Linked DNA regions of Mus musculus: region 2 is linked to region 1. Evidence: chromatin contacts called from public HiChIP or PLAC-seq data. All regions are on one chromosome and are shown on one strand. The core of a region is the stretch at or near the end of the contact, and the rest is flanking DNA. Distances in the headings are between cores, read along the strand shown.

Region 1 (3,869 bases), core at 469-2,968:
GCTGTCCCGTAACTCCTGGCCTACAGATGGCATGTGGACCAGGCTTAAGCCATTAGCCATCAGATGGCTGACCAACCCTACTTCTAAGCAGATAGGACATAATAGCCCTGGTGCCACTGCTGTCCTCTTATCCCAACAACGGGACGAGGGTGGCAATGAAGCATGCCACCTGGGTGATAGTGGGGTAGAGGGATATTTGATACACTAAATCTAAATGCTTAAAATAAAACTTTCCTAAAAAAATATTTATTTATTTTATGTACATGAGTAAATTGTAGCTGTCTTCAGACACACCAGAAGAGGGTATCAGATCCCGTTACAGATGGTTGTGAGCCACCATGTAGTTTCTAGGAATTGAACTTAGGACCTCTGGAACAACAGCCAGTGCTCTTAAACACTGAGCCATCTCTCCAGCCCCAAAACAAAACTTTTGAGTTACTTGAGGAAATAAATGTCTAGGTTGGGTTCTTGCTGCCTGTCATGTCCCTCCCTCTGCCCAAGTCACAATTGACTTCCTAAGCATTCACACAGTTGTCTCAGCATGCAGAATGACAGTGACTGCAAGAAGCCATGGACAACCAGGATGGCCCAAGGTCTACTCAGATTGGCTCATGGTATATCTTCAACAACCTTTGATTCACTCCTGTGAGAGATCCTGAGTTAAAGACCATCTTGACTGTAGTCCCAGGCAGAGCTGGCAGTGGGCAGCCTTGACTGGGCATTATACACTTTGCTGGTGCTGACGTCCTGGGAGCCCCTCCTCCTATGCAGATCTGGCTCACCATGCTGTGGGGACAGAGAGGAGACTGCTGGTGCTCTGCTCACTCTCCCCTTCTGGGACCCTAGCCCATGGAATGGTGCTACTCATATTCAGGGTGGGTCTTCCCTAGAGTCTCTAGAGACATCCTCATAGACATTGCCAGAGGTCTGTTTCTGAGGCAATGAGGTAACCTAGGAAATTATAAGGCAGAAACTAGTCAAGCAGTGTGGCTAGAGTTAACAGAAACCGGCAAGGGGCTATGAAACACCCTTGGGGTTAACAACAGCAAGACCCGTTAACCTCCCTGAACTCCAGGGATGAGGGGAGGAGTTGTCTAGCCATAGTATAGCCTAAGGGTACATCTGCTGCCCACCTGTCCAGGCAACCACAGCAACCCGATGGAAGTCTGAGGAAGTTAAGAGCCCTGGCCTCATTTTCTCCTGCCAGGCAATCTCCAGAGGCAGAGCCCCATCAATAGTCAATAGCCAGGGGAGCCCACTGCTGCCATCTCCTGGGGACACTGAGATGCAGCCAACAAAGGATCTGGTAAGGCAAATAGCGACTGTTTGAGCCTGGCCATCGTGAATTTGTGAGGTCCCCTCACAGCCCTGTCCTGGAGCAGGAACCTGGGGGTTTAGGTGGTGCCTCAGTGAGGGTTCTAATCTTCCCAGGGAAGGGCACATGTGCTAAAAATGGTTGGGAATTGTGATAGATTTATCTGTTTCTTTATGCTTTTCTACTTAGTCCACTTTAAAAGATTTTTTTTCTTTTCAATTTTGGGGCAGGAAGCAAAGACAAGAAACTAATCACCTTTGTCTTTCACAGCATGGAGCTGAGAGGTGTTTTAATCTCTTCTGCGTCTTAGAATAACCAGTCTGGGATCTGGGACAGCTACTGCTACCTAGGTCCTTTATACCATCCAGTCACTCTGTGTCCTCGGGGTTAAGTCACTCCAGGCCACCCTCGTTTTCCCCTGAGCAGCACAGCAGCAGCAGCAGCAGCAGGCAGCAGAGCATGGACACCCTCACTTTTCCCATCTGTGACACGGAATGCAAGTCTTTCCAGGGAGCCTAGCAGAGAGGAGACCTTCATGGGATCCTTCTTACGATTGTACAAGACATTGTGAATACGGTGCATGGACTCTTGCTGCTTTGTGGAATTTCTAGGAAGGTGTTGGCAAAATGTGTTTGGAGCAACAGTGCCACTTGGTGGTCACCACTCTTATTGCATAGCATATCTGTTTCCACCCCCCCCTCTTTGTTTCTACCTTGTTAACATTTCATTTATTTGTTTCATTCTGTGTATCAATATAAAGGTTGGAGACTTTCATTTACTATGCTAGTGAGATGCCCCACCATGGCAGGGTGGCAGAGTGACATCCCAGAGCCACACGTTGCATCCTGAGGGAGACGGCAAATTTGACTTATGGGTTGCTTGGGATATCCACCTATCATTTCTATTAGGTCCACCCCCCCCCCCAAGGCTCTGGGATCCCTCAATTTAAGAAAACCCTTGGCCAGCTAGCAGGGGATGGTAGAGCAAACTCACATACACAGAAGGGTCCTTTTTCCTTAGAGCTGATCTCCCTGGCTTGTTTTAGTGGAATCCTAGTGGCCTTTCCCTACTCCAGAGTCCTTGCTTTGCCAGAATGCAACCCTCAGTGACCACATGCATGCTTCTAGTGACAGCCTTTCCTTCCTCAGTCACCCAAAGGCTGGGCCTTTGTCCCCATTACAGCAGGTCCTAGTTGACTCCTCACTCAGGCTTGCAAGATAACAAAAGCAGGACAGACACCTGGCATCTATGCCTTGCTTTCACATCCATCTCCTTTGTTTGAAAACTTCGGGTCAGACTTCGGGTTAACTCAGTGTGCAGGCATGTCAGTCCCTCAAGGAATGTCCATATAAAAACTGGTGACACCTAACCAGTCTCACCCCTCTTCAAGACAGAAGGCACAGATGTTAGTTTACCCAGCAGTCAGCTCTCATAATGTCCTATTCCAGACCCTAAATGGTATTCACAGGTCTCTCTCAACATTGGCCAAACTTGCAAGTCACCATGGATCACAGGAAGAGTAGAGCCTTATGGGTAAGACACCTTATCATGAGATTACCCTCAAGCAGGAACTTTATGGGAGCTGGCATGTCCCCTTAAGCAAGAAAGGCTTCTTTCACCCGCCCCCCCCCCCAGAAACAGAACAGATACAATGATCAACCAGACACACCTAGCCAGGACTCTTTAGTTATGCAAACCTCTGCCCTTCTGCTTCACTCACCCTCAGTTTAAATCTAAAGCGCACATCGATATCCTAAAGCTAGATGGATGTGGGTTTACCAACCATTGTTCTGTTCTTCATACCACAACCACCTTGTAGTACCTCCTTTCTCCGTCCTTCACTGCTCCTCACTTTGATTCGATTTGATCAGGTGACAGCATCGTCTGTTGGGACTCTCTTGCCATAATAACACACTGTTGGCCTGGAGTTTACAAAGCAGAGCCTGTAAGGGAACAGGTAGGGACTCTGGCCAAGCTCTGAATAGGCCCCGAGGCTCTGTCTCTGTCTCTGTCTCTGTCTCTGTCTCTGTCTCTATCTCTGTCTCTGATCCTCCCTGTCCTCATGCTGCCACACTCATATTCTGACTGCCACTGCTGTGGCCTCTCCCCAACCTCCCACAGTGCTTTTGACAATCAAACCCACAAAAATAAAGTTAACTTGCTGATACGTTCCTAAATTCAAACCCCACATTATCCCTTCTGTGAGGCTGGAGGACTTGACCATCCCAGGTTTTGGGACTCCTGGGTGATCACAAAAGGTTAGATAGCTTATTGCTTTTTAAAGACCTATTTTAATTTTATTTTATTATGTGGCTATTCCTGTCTGCATGTTGGTATGTGTATGTGAGTGCAGGTGCCTGTAGAGCCAGAGGAGTCAGACCCTACAGAGCTGGAGTTACAGGCTCTTGTGAGCTGCCCAGCATGAGTCCTGGGAATCAAGTCCTTTGCAAGAGTGGTAAGCATTCTTGACTCTCTCTCTCTATCCCACATTTTTTACTTTTTAAAAGATTTATTTTATTTTCTGTGTATGAGTGAGTCTTAGTCAGGGTTTCTA
Region 2 (3,869 bases), core at 721-3,220, 250 kb before region 1:
TTGGTTTGGTTTGGTTTGGTTTTGGTTTTTCAAGACAGGGTCTCTCTGCATAGTCTTGTGCTATCTGGAACTCACTCTGTAGACTAGGCTGGCCTTGATCCTCCTGTCTCTGCCTCCTGAGAGCTAGGATTAAATGCGCGCACTACCATCGTCCAGAATTATTTGTAACTGATAATAATCATCACACAAGTGCCAGGAAAGTCATCTTAATTTATCACGGACATATACATCACAGGGCAAACCAAAGCCATTAAGGAGGCGTCACCTCCCGATTCTCCACCTTGAGCTTATCTGAATGAAAACTGCATAGTGTATTATACACTTTCTCCTAACATTGGGAGGTTTATCCTTGCAATTTATTACTGAGCAGAAATGAAATTTAAGTCAAATAAGTATTTTTATACAAGTCAGCATGGTGTTCTACTCCAGTGGAGACCCCAGCCACCATATATCACAGAACACTACAGAGTGCCATGCTCTCGGCCACGCTCAGTTACTGACGTCTGTTTTCACAGATGTCCCAGAGAAGCCACCTGAAAAGCAGTGTACGGCACAGCTGCTCTTGGCTGGGAGCAAGACATACTTGGAAACCTTGTTTCCTAAGTGTTCAAACCCAGAGCAAGTTTCCCAAGTACAAATTAATTACCAAATTCTATGTGTTGACAAGCAAACACTCAACTGTTTATGCTTCAATTCAACAAAGGAAATTTTAGCATATTACTCTTGAACCTCTAAAGCAAACAAGCTCCATGGATAGGATATACTTTGTTACAACCCCCCTTAAAGTGCTTAAAAACATTTTAATCCTGAAATCCAGCATGTAAAGGGAAACCCAAAAGATCTACATATACAGTTTAACAAAACAGTTACAAAGTGAAGACTGTGCAACTATCACACGCTGGCCCAACTTGGCAGCACCATACTGGACTCAGCCTCGTAAAACTCTACACTCATTCAGCCAATAAGCAATCAACAAACATCTGCAATATGCCAGGCAGCGTGTTAGATGCACATTTGGACACTTGGCCAGTATTACTTACTAGCATGTTTGCTCAAATCACAGCTACCACAGAGTTCCTGATTGTCACTTATCTCAGTTTCAATGCAAATAAATACACAACTTATCATATGGACAAGGAACATTTTGCTCCAATAAATCTATCTGGGAGGCTTGAACTCAAGGGATATTTAAGAATATATCACTGTGGAAAGAACCACAAGAAAGGGCTTGATGGCCAGTACCACTCAGATGTGAACTTTTCTCTCTGACCTACACGAACAGTGACTGATTAACCCTTGAGGTTAGGCCTCTTCCTCCACAACAAAGGCCTCTCCACGCGGGAGCTGCTTACAACTTTCCCAAGCACCTTGCAGAGAGCTTTATTTATCACGCCAGGATTAGATCTGAAAAAAGCATTTGTTCCACTATAAAGACAGCAGAAATCCCTGGTTAGAAGACTAATGTTCTTTTAACCCGAAGAAAAACCGAACCCATGGCTCTGCCCGAAGAGAAATAGTTTTGCCTTATTAATCACTAAGTTCTCAAGTCAACTCAGTGTGTGAGAGCCTCAGAAGCAATTCAGCTGTTTCCACATCGGAAAGTTCCAACAGCACATAGTCCAGGATAATGTTAAAACAATACACACGGCAGCACCGCTTCCTTACTAGGCTCCATTTCGCTGGGAAAGGGGGAAATTTAAGCCAAAGGATAATTTACATGAAGAGTCTACAAAGGAGGATGTATGAGATGAGTCACTAGAATGTGGACAGAAAACCTCTTCTAAATTCTTTTAGGATCCATGCAATACACAGAGCAATAGTGTATATAACTTTATAAGAGCAATTATAAAGAATGATCTAGAACTTCACTCACAAATACTTTTGTTTTTATTGGTGCTGGTGATTAAAGTCAGGGCCTTGTGTGTGGCACGAACAGATACTATCACTGAGTCACACCTTTGGCCACATCTCAAGATTATTACTAATGGGATGTGTGACTTAACTATCCTAAGGGGATCTGGGAGCCTCGTAATTGTAAGCTCCTGAGTTTCTAATCTCAGCACTGGGAAACAGGAGAGGGAAGAAGGGAGGGAAGAGGAAGAGGAGGAAAAGTTGGCAGCTAATGCATTAAGAGTGGTGAAGGTTATCTATGAAAGAATACACACACACACATACACACACACACACACACACACACACACACACACACACACACGAGTCTAAAAGGTAAATATCTTTGTCATTATTCAAGCAAGTGTGAGAGTCCTAAAGTCAACAGAGAGTGCTGAGCCAACCTCAGCTGAAAAGCCTGTGAATGCTTAGAAGCCTTGGTGCTCTTCTCCCTCACGGCCACTTCCCCGCCAGCTTGCCCTCTCATTCTATTAAGAGAGTCTCTCCATTTGGAACTGTGCCCAATCCTTTTTAAGGGGAAAATTTAAATGCACATACAAAAGTAACGGTAGGGGTAGGTGGAAAAGACCGCAATCCCATCCACCTTACAGGGTAAGGCAGGGTCGGCGCCTCCTCCACAGTGAAGAGGCTTGCTTAGATTACTGGGATAGTTTCCAGGCTAACTGCTCTCCCACTCCAAGACTTCTCATCTGCTCAGTCTTCATCCCCACCTATCCTATCCCCAATCACTATCAAAATTATCTTTCACATTGTAGTAGGGCTGGTAAACTGCCTACAGAGCAAATCTGTCTATCCCCTCTTCTCTCACTATAAATAAAGCTTTATACACTACATTAGAATGCACCTGCATTCACTTATTTACATATCAACTATGGCTGCTTTGCCACACCTTATAATGTGAATTGTTCTTTTTTATCTTTTATTGAAGTCAAGTCAATACTACATAGAAGTAGTACTTTAAACAATTCAGGAGCATTTAGTACATTCATAGTAGTGATCAAATACTAGGTCTAGTTTCAGTCTCTTTACCCCCAAAGCAGTTCAGACCCACTGCCCTTTCTTCCAGTTCACACCCACTGCCCTTTCTTCCAGTTCACACCCACTGCCCTTTCTTCCAGTTCACACCCACTGTCCTTTCTTCTAGTTTATACCCACTGCCTTTTCTTTCAATTCACACCCACTGTCCTTTCTTCCAGTTCACATCCACTGCCTTTTCCTTCAGTTCCTGGGGATCGCCAATCTAGAGTTTTACAGCTATGCATTTACCTATTACAGATATTTCAAGTCAATGGGATTATACAACATGTGAAAGACAGTGTCTGGCTTCTTCTACCAAGTACAATGTTTTCATGTTCTTCTACATTGTAGAATATGCCAGCAGCTATTCCTTCCATCAGCTGAATAAATACTTCATGGTGTGGAGGAACCACATTCTGTTTATAGACAACTATGTCTACTTTGACACAACTGCAATGGCCACAGATGTGCCAGAGAGCATATGGCTGGTCCTGTCCTGTTGGCTCTGACCCTTAGCCAGAGAGTTTGCTGACCCCTAAACTGTGCTAACAAATCTTTATCTCCCAGTAGTGGTTTGGAGGATCGGTGTGTATTTTAGGCAGGTAAGTATTACCAAGTGGGTCCTTGGATGGAGAAATCTCATCCACAGACAAAGGATCTCTGGCCTTGATGAAGCGAGAAAAAAAAAAAAAGCAAAGGAATACACTGTATGAGGTATATATTCTTTTTCTCAGAAAAAATGACCCATATTTAAGAATACACACATACCTACATACACAAAACTTCTAGAATCATAAAAAATTTTACAGTTGATTTTGTATATTTCTGGACTATATGAAAGATCTTACACACTATTTTCAGCTTTTAAATGACTTTCTAATGAATGCTTGCTTTGTGACTGGCACATATTTGTGCATATTTATGAGGCCCAGAGTGATGTT

What was found. HiChIP or PLAC-seq counts read pairs in DNA pulled down with a chosen protein or histone mark.
Region 2: an HNF4G HiChIP or PLAC-seq map of pancreatic cancer cells shows a contact between it and region 1. The contact joins two enhancer-like sites. A contact is called at or near these places in 1 of 484 Hi-C or Micro-C datasets (the HL-1 cell line) and 1 of 115 datasets of contacts at active chromatin or transcription factors (pancreatic cancer cells).

Annotation. Positions count from the first base shown.
Region 1 is chr11:67,817,775-67,821,643 of GRCm38.p6, reverse strand. Gm40032 (a long non-coding RNA gene) reads left to right here. Exons shown (of 3, transcript XR_879959.2): 3 at 3,669-3,762. Among named protein-coding and RNA genes, the nearest start is that of Dhrs7c, 21 kb to the right of the region's middle. Within about 2 kb of position 1,718, at least 20 of the 459 cell types and tissues checked have an H3K27ac peak or open chromatin away from gene starts, as enhancers often do. A contact at or near this core is called in pancreatic cancer cells, where this site is marked.
Region 2 is chr11:68,070,467-68,074,335 of GRCm38.p6, reverse strand. All of the region lies in intron 6 of Stx8 (syntaxin 8), which reads right to left. Among named protein-coding and RNA genes, the nearest start is that of Stx8, 110 kb to the right of the region's middle. Within about 2 kb of position 1,970, at least 21 of the 459 cell types and tissues checked have an H3K27ac peak or open chromatin away from gene starts, as enhancers often do. A contact at or near this core is called in pancreatic cancer cells, where this site is marked.